2 separate regions of the Mus musculus genome follow, and region 2 is linked to region 1. A link is a contact called in public HiCAR-type data. All regions are on one chromosome and are shown on one strand. Each heading gives the region's core, a stretch centred on a gene start, on an enhancer-like site or on the middle of the called end of the contact. The rest is flanking DNA. Distances are from core to core; before and after follow the strand shown. Region 1 overlaps Hs3st5 (heparan sulfate (glucosamine) 3-O-sulfotransferase 5). Region 2 has its middle 50 kb from the start of Hdac2.

Region 1 (6,675 bases), core at 1,036-3,535:
TACCTGAATGCTGGCTAGAGGTAGGAATAAGTTTGAGAAAATAGGTGGCTGGAGCCATGCCTTTGAAGGATACATCCCTAAATCTTCTTCCTTGCCTTTTATTCCTGACCACCATGAGGCTCCGAATAGCTTCATTCTGATAAATCTTTCCACTATGATATATTTCCTCATCTCACTCCACAAGCAACAGCCTTCTGCCTATGAACACAGGCCAAAAGGAACCTTTTATATCTTTAAGTCCTTTATATCAGATATTTGGTAACACCAATAATGCAGAATAACACAGTATTCAGGGTTTTGGTATACTTTTAAGGCATCTTTATTCTGAATATGCCGTTCTCTATTCTCCCTATACTATATGACTTCTTATCTATCTGGAGCTGAATCCTTAACTTGAACTCAGTTTCAGGACTCTCCTGCTCATTTCTATCCCAGAAAATCTGAGCATATGGCAGAGTTCTCCACCGCATCCTGGGGGCTCTATTTAGAATAAGCTAGGTCTCCCAGGACCATGACACAGCTCTCTCATAGGCGACTATCTGCTCACCACCACTTAAGTATGTCTGCCAAGTTTAAGAGAATGGAAGGGCAGTCAAGGACATAAAAGGATCTTTTAAAGGAAAAAGCAGCCTCATGGATAATTAAACACCATTCCCAATGTTAAAACGACACTGTGTATTCATTAGATTTTTGTTGGCTTTCCATATCATCAGTGACTCACTAAGTTGGCTATTCAAGCTGCAAACCTCACTGTCTGCTGCTGCTTTTCTCTCCAATATTAGCCAGTGTTTGAAGTTTTCAGAATGGTTTTGAGTTATTCCTGCCAAAGTGTCATCCTGAAGGCTATACTTTAGAAGTATGTATTCATCTAATGGGAGATGAGCACATATGTGTGTGTGTGTGTATGTGTGATATGTTAAATGAGGTAATAAGAATGATCACTCATTTTAGTCAACATAATCTTCAAAATGTCGTCTCAAGGTAAGAGTAACCTAGGCCTGCTGGGAGCCACAGAAAATGATTATTAAGTGATCAATGGATTATGGCAGCATGTGAGAAATACTAAGCGAAGGTCATGCTTAAGTTTATAAATGATAGAGTTACCTGGCTTTATTTCTTCACTGTGGCTATAAGCAAAATTAAACTATCAATCATCTTCCAACTTAAGTAAAACATAGGACAATAATTCAGATACATAGATGCCAGGCTAAAATACATTAAACCATCCAAAAAGCAATGAGGAATAATGAAAACTCTTACAAAAAAATTACGGAGCAGATATTTGGGGTACAATATGTGTCTGGAAACAAAAATTAGTCTGGGTAAGCTTCAGTTCAGTGATTTAGTGATCAAAAACTTCTTTCCAGTCCCCTTTTCATGCTCTTCTTTGCCATGAGAGCATTGGGCTGCATCTTCAGCCTCAATTCTTCATCTCACGCCCAAGTCACACTGTCTTTATTATTCATAGGAAGAACATGCCATACTTTCTCAACTTATCAATAGATCAACAACATTGACACTACTCTTACTGAATTAGGTTTGAACTTATTTAAAACGTTCCTAATTAGGAAGAGGACCAAGGGAGAAGGGGAGACAACAGTGTAAGCAAAGTACAATGATACTTACATATAAAAATGTTAAAAAAAAAAAAGGAAAAGAAAGAAGGAATGATGGAATGAAGGAAGGAAAGGGAGGGAAGGAGGGAAGGAAGGAAGGAAGGAAGGAAGGAAGGAAGGAAGGAAGGAAGGAAGGAAGGAAGAGAGGGAGGGAGGGAGGAAGTGCCACGGATGGATCGGGCCCAGTTGGCCTCTCTCTATCCGTGTGGAATCAGGGTTTCAGACAGATGGGCACAAAGAGTCGGTGAGAATTGACAAACAGACCCAGACAAGGGAGTGTTGAATCTGAATGTATTTTCTCCTAAAGAACACCAGCCTTTTAATACAGAAGAAAAACAAGAAAGCCAGGCGAACATATCCACCAAGTTACAGTGACACAAAACAAAAAAGAATGCATACATAAAAAGATGGTGTGGAGCCAGGCCATGTTTACCACTGAGAATAGGAACAATCCTTAATTAAAAAGATCTGCTAAACACAGGAGCCAGGTGAATGCTCTGATGCAATGCTAGTCTATTGTTAAACCCACCACCAGGGGTTCTTTAGTAAATACCTGATTATGCTATTCCTCTGGGCCTAGTGAAAAAAAAACCTGGACCAGGGAGTTCTACTAACCCTTTCATGTGACAACTCACCCATTTCCTAGACCATTTTGTATTCCTGTTTGGGTGTGATTCGGCTATTGTCCTAAGTAATTACTATGCAGACTAGCCCTGAGCTTTCAAGCTCTAGTCAAGTAAATTGTAATGCCTGATTATTTTCACTGTCTCTACTAGAAGTAAATTTGAGTGTTACCAAATTGGTAACATTCTTACTGAATTCCAAGCTCAGGGTCAGCTTCAAGGGCTGCCTAGGACATTGGAACACAGGCAAAGGCTTAGCTATATGTCAAAATCAATCCTAAAAGGCACTTATAATAAAACAATACTGAAAGAGAGCACATGGATCCATGCACCAGACTAACGCAGGGACAGGTTTTGAGTATACAGCTATGGGAATGCCAAGGTTCCAGGAGGCTGTTTCCGTGAAACTCGCCTCGTGACTGCTTACAGGCTTTTAGGCCTGCCAAGCAGACTTCACTGGAGTGGACGTAGCAAGGAAGGAAGGAAGGAAGGAAGGAAGGAAGGAAGGAAGGAAGGAAAGGAAAGGAAAGGAAAGGAAAGGAAAGGAAAGGAAAGGAAAGGAAAGGAAAGGAAAGGAAAAGAAAGGAAAGGAAGAAATTTAAGGAACTTTTAAAGGAAAATTAAAACCAAAACAAAACAGGAATGATTGGGCTTCAGTAGACATGTGATTCTCTGTTGGCTTCAGAAAAGAGAAAATAACTTATTGAATAACAATTCTATCCATAGGCATAGCCATTCTAATGTAACAGATATAAAAATCCCTGGGCAAAACACAAGATTTAAGAAGTGTTTCTGACTGATATCCATTCAATCAGCAGTTACACAAAAGTCAGTAAAATGAAAAACAAAAACAAAAACAAAAACAAAAACAAAACCACCATTCTGATATGGTATGGATAAGGATGCAATCAGAGGAATACATGATGACTTCTTTTCACATGGCATCATATGTTAAGGACTTGTGTTTTCTTCAGTCTTGTCTTTAGTGAATGGATTCTTAGGTACAATATTGGCCTACTAATAAAATGTGGCATCCTTATAGGTCAATTTTATTGCCTCTCCACTATACATTTATATAAAATGAATGCGCCCTCTAGTGGCTAGTGGTGATTTATTTTAGATTTGAGTACCTTCCTCCATAGCACACACTAAATGGTCTGTAATCATTAATTCTCAAGGGGGGTGGGACATCTTCCTGGAGACGAGGATGGAGGGCTGGGGGGGGGGGGGGAATGAGGAACTGTCAGAGGGCAGTCTGCAAGAGGGATAACAACTGAACTTTAAAAAAAAAGATAATTTTTTAAAAATGTTTTTGATTTTATAGGTATTATCAATCATTCCTATGATGATAGACATTTAAACCTGTATAACTTACATCTTTAAAAAATAATGAATCTTTTATTATATGTTATCATCAATAATAATATTGCAAAAATAATTACAAAAAAATTCAAAGCGTAAAAGTGTAGGAAGTTAGGAAGGTATCTACTATTTTATATGCTTACAAATCTACTTAACACATATATGGCTTATTCACAATCTGTCATAAATGCCTCAGTAGTCGGTGTGTTCTAACATTACATTTGTGTTGGTAGAGAAATAAAAAATTGAGCTCACATAATTCTGCAAGTGGAAAAGGAAAGAGTGATTTAATACCTTTCATGTAATTTTGAGCATCATTCTTTCTACTACAGCAAAAGTTGACAAGCAATAGTGTCTTAAAGGGTAGTTGTAATGTGGAATCTGAAACTATATCAATCAACTCCAGCATATTAAAATATATTGACCTATTTTTCACTTTGAATGGAGTTTTAGCAAGCATAAATTATAAAGTAATGCATTGGACTCTTACAAAGTACTGGTGTTATTTCTGAAGATTTTCTACCTGTTGACACATTTCTTTATTCAAAATTCACATTTATTAATACAACCAGTTACTTCATCAGAAAAGCTGTCACACTAATGGTGTCATAAGCATAGATTTTTTTCTAGTACTTTTTCTTGAAATCTGGAACCCTATATAAACAAATATTATCAACTTTGATCATTTCTTGACAAAATATCTGTAAAATAGCTAAGTATGAATGATGCTACAATGCTAATCCTTTTTTTTTACAGTAAAATAACTAGTACAATGAAAATGTGGCTAGTTCAGCTAGCAACTCAAATAATCCACCTGAGCCTTTCTCTCAAGAAAATATTTGTATTGGTGTATGCAGAACAAATGTTTTGTATGTATACTCGATTTCAGTACATAGTGTATTAATAAAAGCATATTCAAGGGTTGATAATATAGTTAGTAACTTGTACTCTTTCATTACATTCCTAGGTAAAGTTGTCTCCTTCTACTCTCTTCTCAGTATGAATGCATGACAATCAGTTTGGAGCAACTCACAAATGAGTTTTGTCCCAATCATGCAAATAGCAATGTAATGAAAAGAAAAAAAATAGCTTTGTCTTTTAAGAATCTCTGGCTAGTGACTAGAGGTAATCAGGAGTCTATGGGCCATACTTTGAAAGTTTTCCCCTATATGTTCACTATTAATCATATAACCATAAAAATGATTATAGACTAAATAGTCTCATTTAACCCTAGAAGACAAAGAGGTAACTGCTAAAAATGTGCCAAGTTTTATTCAGAAATCTAGTGTAAATAAAAATGTAATAAATGATTTATAACATGGGAATCCGAGTCAGAGACCTGATAGTCCTTATCTGTTTCTGAGTTTGCTAGAAATCATCATCCTGAATGCTCAACACCCATGCCCTGCCTGTGAAACATAAGATAAAATTGCTTCTTTGCTTCATTTTAAAAATCTCTTCATTCCTCCTGAAACCTATTTCTGACCACCAAAGAACAGGTAGCAGTAGGAGCTGTTGCAGACTGGGGGAAGGATATGGGAAACCTGTATACAATTAGCTGAAGTAGCAAGAGCAGAATAAACATATTCCATACTTGTTAAGCAAGGGACATTATCAGGAAATGCCAATTACACTTCTATGCTTGTTGATATAGGAAGTTGAAATTAAGATTGTGGGTTCTGAGAGAAAATTCTATATTTTGATTCCTAAGCCCACGTATTCTATTATATCCATAGTGCAGGTCTAGATCTAAGTTGGCTAGGACATCTTTCTGATTGTTACAGGATGCCTGTGGCTACATAGTACTATGGTCAGTGCTTAAATCATATCAACACTATTATTCTTTCTTTTATGAGAATAGTGAAGAGGGTCACATTTGAAGAACGTGTATTACAACTGGACTTACTTTTTTTCCTCACATAAATATCTATTGAGTATTACACTAAGATTTTTAAGGACTACACTAAAATCCCCTGTTTGATATAACAAAGAGATGTCTAAGAGTTTTATTGCTATATTAAAACTTAATATAGAAACTAAGATTAAAATTGGATTTATTGATGCTGGTCTAAAATACGAACTTAGAAGACATTCATAAAATAATTTTGATATTAAAGCCCATGTAAAATACAACATATCATATGTAAATTCTACTTTAAATTATCTCCCCATAAAGGTAAAGGGTGAAAAATTTGCATTTAAAAGTAAGAAGCAGATGAATGAGCATTTACTAGTGAGATGAGGTTAGCTTTTTTTTAATGGACAGCATGATTTTGATAGTAACACAGCCTGGAAAACATGAAAATATTATCATTTTACATAGCAGGAATGTGAGGTGAGGTAGTATTTATCCTCAACAATATTCATGTTTATCAGCTTTGTGTTGTGTGACTTATGAGTGATTTATGAGTTTTGACCATTTTGATACACACTCTATTCAGATTTTTAACGTAATTACTTGATTTTCTGTATTAAGACTAAAGCAGTAAAAGTCTTACTGTGTTGATTCATGGTGGATGCTTAGAAGTTGTGTGAGAAAAACTGATTAACTGGGACAACATATATCCTGCCACCAATCATGGGAAAGAAATAAGTAAATAACAGAATAGTTTTTATTTCATGGAGTAAGACTAAATGTCTATTAAAACACTGAGCTGAATTTTACCCACTATTAAGTATAAAATTTATCAGGAGTAAACTGAAATTTTACAGCTCTTTTTCAATCCTAAGTCTATTAATAACTTTCTTACCTCTGTTCGACTGGTTTGCATAGTGCAAAATATTCTCATTTTATACCTACTTCATAGTTCACTGACCACTTCATTATAAATAAAAGAAGGAAACAGATCTTTCACAATATTTTGACCTAGCCACTGAAGTGTATAGGGTTTGTTTCAGAAGCCCAAGTAAAGAGACAGGAGCTATAGACATGGCAATGAAGTGATTCTCCTAGTGGCTCTCCCATGCCAGAAAAAAACTTGATATGCCCTGGGAGACATCCTCACCCCTGGTAGCTGAGGCCCACTTGTCATGGAGGACCTAGGATTCTCAGGCAAGAAGATTTAAGACAAGAG
Region 2 (6,641 bases), core at 2,622-5,121, 380 kb before region 1:
TGATGACCAGTGAATGAATAAACAAATTGTAATATGTCCATACAATAAAATACCAAATTATGGTGTTTAAGTAAATAATGAACTAGTGTTTTATGGAGTAGCATGAGTGAGACTCAAAATAACTGTTCTGAGAGAAAGAAGTCTGACAAAAATAAATAGGTGAATAATTCCACTTGGTAAAATTCTACAAGATTTTTATGTACAGAAAGTAACTCAGATGAAGAGGTGCCGAGAAGGAGCCTGACAGAGGAGAATCTTGTGATGTTATGGACATATGTTCGTTATCTCTCATGAGCATGTAGAGGCAAACTGATCAAACATATACATACACATATAAAACACATACATACACATATACAAACGCAAAATAATGAGTTGAAGGAAAAGAGGCCATGAATTTGAAGGGAAATGGGAAAGGGTATATGGCAGGGTTTAGAGGGAGGAAGACGATGGGAGGGGAATGTTGCAATTTCAAAAGAAACAAAAAACAAAAATGAGAGACCCCGTACCTCTAACCTTTAATGTGTCCAGGGTATGCCGTTAGCTAAATTTACAAAATCTGAGGGTACTTTACTCAAAAAGCCCAGAAATACCATTTTGGGGAAGCCAAATTGTTTACTTGGCCAATGTGCCCTGAGACTGCTTATATAAACAGGTAAGGAGAGTTTATCTTCTTCAGCTCCTAAACGTTCATCATGTTAACACAACGCACGAGTGCATGCAGCATAGCAGTACAGGAGTTAATGAATTAACATAATGAGATTAAGCATTCCGGCCCAGGTATCCTGCTTTTATGGGAACTCCAGAGTAGAAAAAACGGAAAGCTTTCTTTGCAGTGATTGCATCCACTGCTGCCTACAAACACAGGGCCATGGGAATGAACTGTGTTACCTACAGGACTTCAGATCTGCTTCATCACTATCCTAATTATACAGACCTCTGTGTAAACATCTGCTTCTCTCTTTGCTGCACACACAGATGCCAAGGCATATGCTGGAACTGGAGTGGATATGTGATGAGGAAAGGTATCTGTAGGCTGTCTGAGCCACTGTTGCCTCTTCTGCCACAGATCTACGGGACCAATGACCAGCTGACACAGGTGGCCGCCTTGGCTTTTGTCCACCTGTGGTAGCTGGGTTTAACACATTCAAAATGGATACACCACAGAAACTAGTACAAATAACCACAGGCCGTTTTGTAAGCTCTGAGTGTCACATGTTCACATAGTTTTTGAGTTCTCTGAAATGAAAATTTTTTATATAGTAATTATGAACTTGCTATTTTGGAATTCCCCAGGGAACTACTTTAAAAAGTTTTTAAGATTTCATAATTGTGTGTGTGTGTGTGTGTGTGTGTGTGTGTGTGTGCAAACACCAGATTTACCATAACTTACAGAAGTGCATCCATCACACCAACATGCAAAGGATAAAAATGAGGTGCAAGCAGAACAGTCCATTTTAAAAGCAGCTTTCATTCACCATGGAAAGGTTAACAAGGACCCAGGAAGAACATAAAATTCCATTTATGATTTTCTGAGTGCTGGGGCCCATAACACCAATTACTAAAGCTGTATGTAATATCTTGCAGTATAGAAGCACTCTGTGAATTACAATGTCAGAAAATTTATAAAATAGAGCAAGACTGAGTTAGTTAGAACACAGTGGACCGAGCGATACTGAAGTTGCTTAATATCAGTTATTACCCTTGCACCAGGGGATCTAGGATAGATGGGGTGGGCTTCAGGGATGGTAGGTTCAGCAGTTGTACAGCTTTATCACACATCGGTTATTTTCCATCCAGAGTTAGCCCCATCCTTAAAATGTGTATCAGCTTGGGTACCAAGCTTCTATTTGCATGTGTAGTGGGAGAAAGAAAGGTTCAGTGAGGTATATGCCTTTATCAGTTTCTTGGCTACTCTTGGTCACAGGTCCAGCCTGGGACAGTAACTATGGCCATAGAAGAGCCATAGTTCAGCCTCTGTAACTGTTTATCGTACCAAGAATGGCTTACACTCAGAGACAGTGTGACCCTTACAGTCCTGGAGCTGTTGTTGGTTACCACTCAGAAGCTGTTGGGTTATATTTGTTTGTTTGCTTGGTTTGTTTTTTTGACTATTCATCTGACAGCATGGCTTTCTACCCCACAGTATCGGCCAATCACCATTGTCTTATTTGTTGCAGTGCATAAAAATCCTGAGAAGCTCAAATTAGTTCAGACCAATTCCACCTTCCAGGTGAGGTAAGGGCTGTTCTCAGAAATGTGGTCTATGTGCACCAGAAATGCAGCTTTCAGCCACAGCATTGCAGCAGGGAAGCAGGGGTGGAGTCTGGGGTAGGGGGTTGGTAAGGATGAGGGCTGGGAAAGCTCAGACCCACATGACAGAGATAATACAAGACTTGATGACCTTTATCAGATATGTACATGGTACTTCAGAGTTTCCTCAAAACAATTGATTGAAAAATACTTAAAATGGCCAAGAAGATTGCAAAGTCAAGAAAGGACATAGTCTGCCAGGGAAGATTATGGTTTAAGTAAGACATACTGAGGGGTTTGCCTATTATCTTGTTTTATCCAGTATACAGGTTATGAATATCTATCACTCGTTCCCAAAACTTCAACATATTTAATAGAGGGTAAAGACACACTATGCTTACACATAGGTACCAAGAGAAGACGTCATGTCAGGCATTGACTATCATATGTACTCTTCATGAGTGAGGACAGTTGTAATGCCAATTTTACAGATGAGATATGAAAGGTTAAGTAATTTCTTCAGAAAACACACAGCCTGTAAGCCTGAATCTATGATGCAGTCCCAAGAGTGCTAACTGATTCAGTGTCTTGCTCTAGTTTACAAAATGTTCAGCATTATAAATCTTAGAATCATACTGTGCCATGAAGTACAAAGTCCTACACGGGGTGCCAGGAACCACAAAGCACAAATAATCACACAGGTGTTTACCTTTGATTGCAACTGAACCCTGCCCTTCCTGCCTATCATTATCATACCACCATCATCACCATCATCACCATCATCACCATCATCATCACCATCATCACCATCATCATCACCATCATCACCATCATCACCATCATCATCATCACCATCAGAGATAGGGGCTCATTTAACAGCCCTAGCTGGCTTGGAACTTGCTATATAGGCTCGGTTGGCCTCAAACTTGCAGCAGTCTTCCGGCTTCTACATCCCAAGTATTGTAGTTGTGCACTGTGGCATTTGACTTAATCCTGGTGCTTACTTTCTGAAATCCTGAAATCATTGCAGGATGTTCTGGAGGGGAGTGGCAGGCTGCCCTGGTAGAAGAGCCTGGCCTACTCTAGGATGACTCTGACTGGACTCAGGATTAGGTACAGACCACTCCCAAATATAAATTACTAAGCACAAAACAGATGCAAAAAGGTCCATTATTAAGCTAGCAAAGAGACAGGGGCGGGGGCGCTGAATCTGAATTGGGCAGACAAAGTGGCAGCAATTAGCTTTGCAAGTGTTAATTTTTAGAGAATGAGCTAGGACTAGGTTGTGTTGCTAAGTTCTGATTGGGTATTTTAATTAGGTTAGTCAAAAGAATGGATTTTGATTCCTGGACCTTGGGGTTTTGATAGTTGGGTCTTGGTAATGAGTCTCAGGAATAAGTCAGTGGTCAAATAAGGGAATGGACTTTTGTGGGGCATTGAGCTATACACAGACAGTCTGGTTTCCAGTCGAGCTGAGATGAACCCTGGGACCTGGTGATGATAATCCACCTACATTGGATGGAAGGCATTTTCTCATGTCTCCTGGACCCTGGCTCTTGTTGAAGTTACCGCACCCCTCAGCCCCCACATGAGAAGCATGGTTAGTCACGTAGACAATGTCCCAAGCTTCTGACCTTCAGGCTAGACTCCTCCCCAGTTACCTAGCAACAGGAAAGATAGTAGCATACTTTAAGAGGGGCTGTTTGGCCCCACCTCACTCTCTCACTCTCTCTTTGTCTTCTCCTCTCTCCTCTCTTCCTCTCTCTCCCTCTTACTCTCTAGCCTTTCTTCTCTCTCTCTCCTTTTCCCCTTTCTCTCCTCTTGCCTATGGCTGGTCTCTCTCTTTCTTGCTGCCTTTCTATAATAAAGCTTTAAAACCATAAACTGTCTCTGTTCTTCAAGGTCTGCTGCACAGACACTTGCCTGTGTGGGAACCTCTCTCCCTCATCCCTTTCTTCCATAACTCCAGGGCTACAGGGTGTCACTCCGGGGTCCCAGGTTGGGGGCTGCCCCTTGTTCACCCCCCACCCCCCCATAGAGTGGGGTCAGTGGCTTAGATGCCCACCCGGGCTGAGCGGAAAGCGTCCGGCAGCCCTCCTGCATCCGCCTGCCCAGAGCATAGGAGGAACTCTGGTGGGGCATGGGCTATCCTCCCTTCCCCCTTTCCACAGCTCCCTTTGAGTTCCCACAGACCTTGGTGGCTAGCTCTAGAAATGTCATCTAATAGTTAAGCGAGGCGAAGAAAGGTAAAGGCAAAAACTCTTGGCTCCATGTTTCCCATGCTTGAGTGTGTGTTTGCCATGGTTTGGCCTGTTAGAGCCCCTCAACAGTGACTGCTAAATTTTGTCTATAAGGTCCAATAGATGCAAAGTTTATGATAACTGATACAGACACACTGGAAGAAAACCAATCTTAAAATGATCTCTTACTAGGAAGGCAAGTCTTCCTTCCTTCCTTCCTTCCTTCCTTCCTTCCTTCCTTCCTTCCTTCCTTCCCATCTTCATAGCGTCTCACAGCATATTCTGGCTGATCTGGAATTCATCATGTACACCAAGCTGGCCTTCAGCATATAGAGGTCTGCCTGAGTCTGCCTCCAGAATTAAAGGCACGTATCACCCCTCCTAGTTGCATGAGTGGGTGCACAGAGGGAACAGCTATATTTGTGACTCAATATAGGTGACGGAGATCTCCATTCATTCCATCACCATGTCTCTGCCTCCTCCTTCCTTCCTCTTCTTCCTCTTTCTCTTCTTCTCTTCCTTTACCCTCTCCTTCTCCTTTTCATATACTTCTTTCCCTCCTCCTTCTATGTGTAAGCATGTATGTATGTATGTGTGTGTGTGTGTGTGTGTGTGTGTATGCATGTGTGGTATGAGTGTATGGTGAGGTACACATGTAACTGTGTGCACATGCAGCTATATGCATGTGGAGGTTAAAGATTAATATTGAGTATCTTTCTTGCTTGCTCTCCACCTTATATACTAGAGCAGGGTCTGTCCTTGAAGACTAATTCAGTTAGTCTAGCTAATCAACTTGCTCTAGGAATCTCTGGCCTCTATCCCTCAAGGGATAGGATTACCAGTGGGTCATCTCAGCCACCCAGTTTTTACTCAGGTGATGGAGGTCCTAATTCCAGTCCTAACATTTTTCTCAAGCGTCAACAGCAAACACTTGACCCACTGAGGCATCCTCCAGTCCCTAGGCCTGTGTTTCCTCTTTGTGCTATGAAGTGAACTGGATTACTGCTATACTATGGAACTAAATTTGATTTGGGCTAACTCCTGCTGCTTTAAACTACACATTTGGCTGTCTGTCTTGGTTCAGTTGCTGATGTATGGGGCTCCAGGAGGCACAATTCCACTTGAAATCCTACCTAGGCTTAGAGACACACAGCTCACCAAGCCTTTGCTCCTGCTGGAAAATTGCTACTTAATGCTTTCCATAGACCAGGTGTATATTTTACACTTTCAGGAATCTTTTTTTTAAAAAGAGGAAACATTTTCCTTCATTTTACAGATCAGAGGAAGATTAAAAAACAAACAAACACCAATTACCTTTGGCAAATGGCAATGCCTGGCAAGAACCCAGGTTTGCCTGGCTCTGCAGCAAAGATCTCTATACCTTACCTGTCTGCAGGGCCCTAAGAGCCCTGGGCTCATTCTCCATACCCCTTTCCACCTCTCACTGTCTAGACAGAGGGGGAAGTCAAGCAAATCAGAATCTCTGCCATTCCCTTCTCATTTAAATCCATCCATTTTTTTTTAAATAAAAAAGTAACTCTATACTTACATAAATATTGTCAGAAACAATTTAAAGCAAGAAAAATTAATTAAGGGATTAAGGATAGTACTGCATCATTTAACTGAGAGACAGGTGCTGTCAATCCCAGGTCAGTATTGCTGGATGATTGCCGAGTTCTAAGCTTTTTCTCTGCTCACTGCCGTGTGTTCCCTCTCCTGTACTTCCTTACCAGCCTGACAATGAGGTCCTCGGATGCTCTGGGCTAAACCTTCAAGTATTATGGCATTAAGGATTTAAATTGACCACACAGCTCAATGTGTGATGAAAATATGAAATAGCTACCAGACAAGTGAAGGCAATTTTGGAGTGCATTAATAAATAATTGTGCTGGAAAAGGTTCTGCAGTAGTTCAGATATGAAACTTTTATAAATAACTATAAAACAGTGTGAGGCCATATGCTCAAATACAGTCACAAAGTAAAACAGAAAGAAAAAGAGTCTAGAAGAGGGAATGACCTTTGAGAAAGGCACTGAAATACTGTTGGAAGTTTGACAGGTAGACATTGAAGCCAGACATCTTAGGCTGGGTGCACACTGATGGTCCAGGCAAAGCAAAAGAAGGAAACTACATGATATATCTGTGGAAA

Evidence for each region. HiCAR-type assays count read pairs that join an accessible place to other places.
Region 2: a HiCAR-type map of embryonic stem cells shows a contact between it and region 1, with 5 times the contacts expected there. The contact joins two enhancer-like sites. A contact is called at or near these places in 1 of 484 Hi-C or Micro-C datasets (granulosa cells) and 1 of 115 datasets of contacts at active chromatin or transcription factors (embryonic stem cells).

The regions. Positions count from the first base shown.
Region 1 is chr10:36,543,486-36,550,160 of GRCm38.p6, reverse strand. All of the region lies in intron 1 of Hs3st5 (heparan sulfate (glucosamine) 3-O-sulfotransferase 5), which reads right to left. Among named protein-coding and RNA genes, the nearest start is that of Hs3st5, 40 kb to the right of the region's middle. Within about 2 kb of position 2,285, at least 7 of the 459 cell types and tissues checked have an H3K27ac peak or open chromatin away from gene starts, as enhancers often do. A contact at or near this core is called in embryonic stem cells, where this site is marked.
Region 2 is chr10:36,921,126-36,927,766 of GRCm38.p6, reverse strand. No RefSeq gene overlaps it. Among named protein-coding and RNA genes, the nearest start is that of Hdac2, 50 kb to the left of the region's middle. Within about 2 kb of position 3,871, at least 4 of the 459 cell types and tissues checked have an H3K27ac peak or open chromatin away from gene starts, as enhancers often do. A contact at or near this core is called in embryonic stem cells, where this site is marked.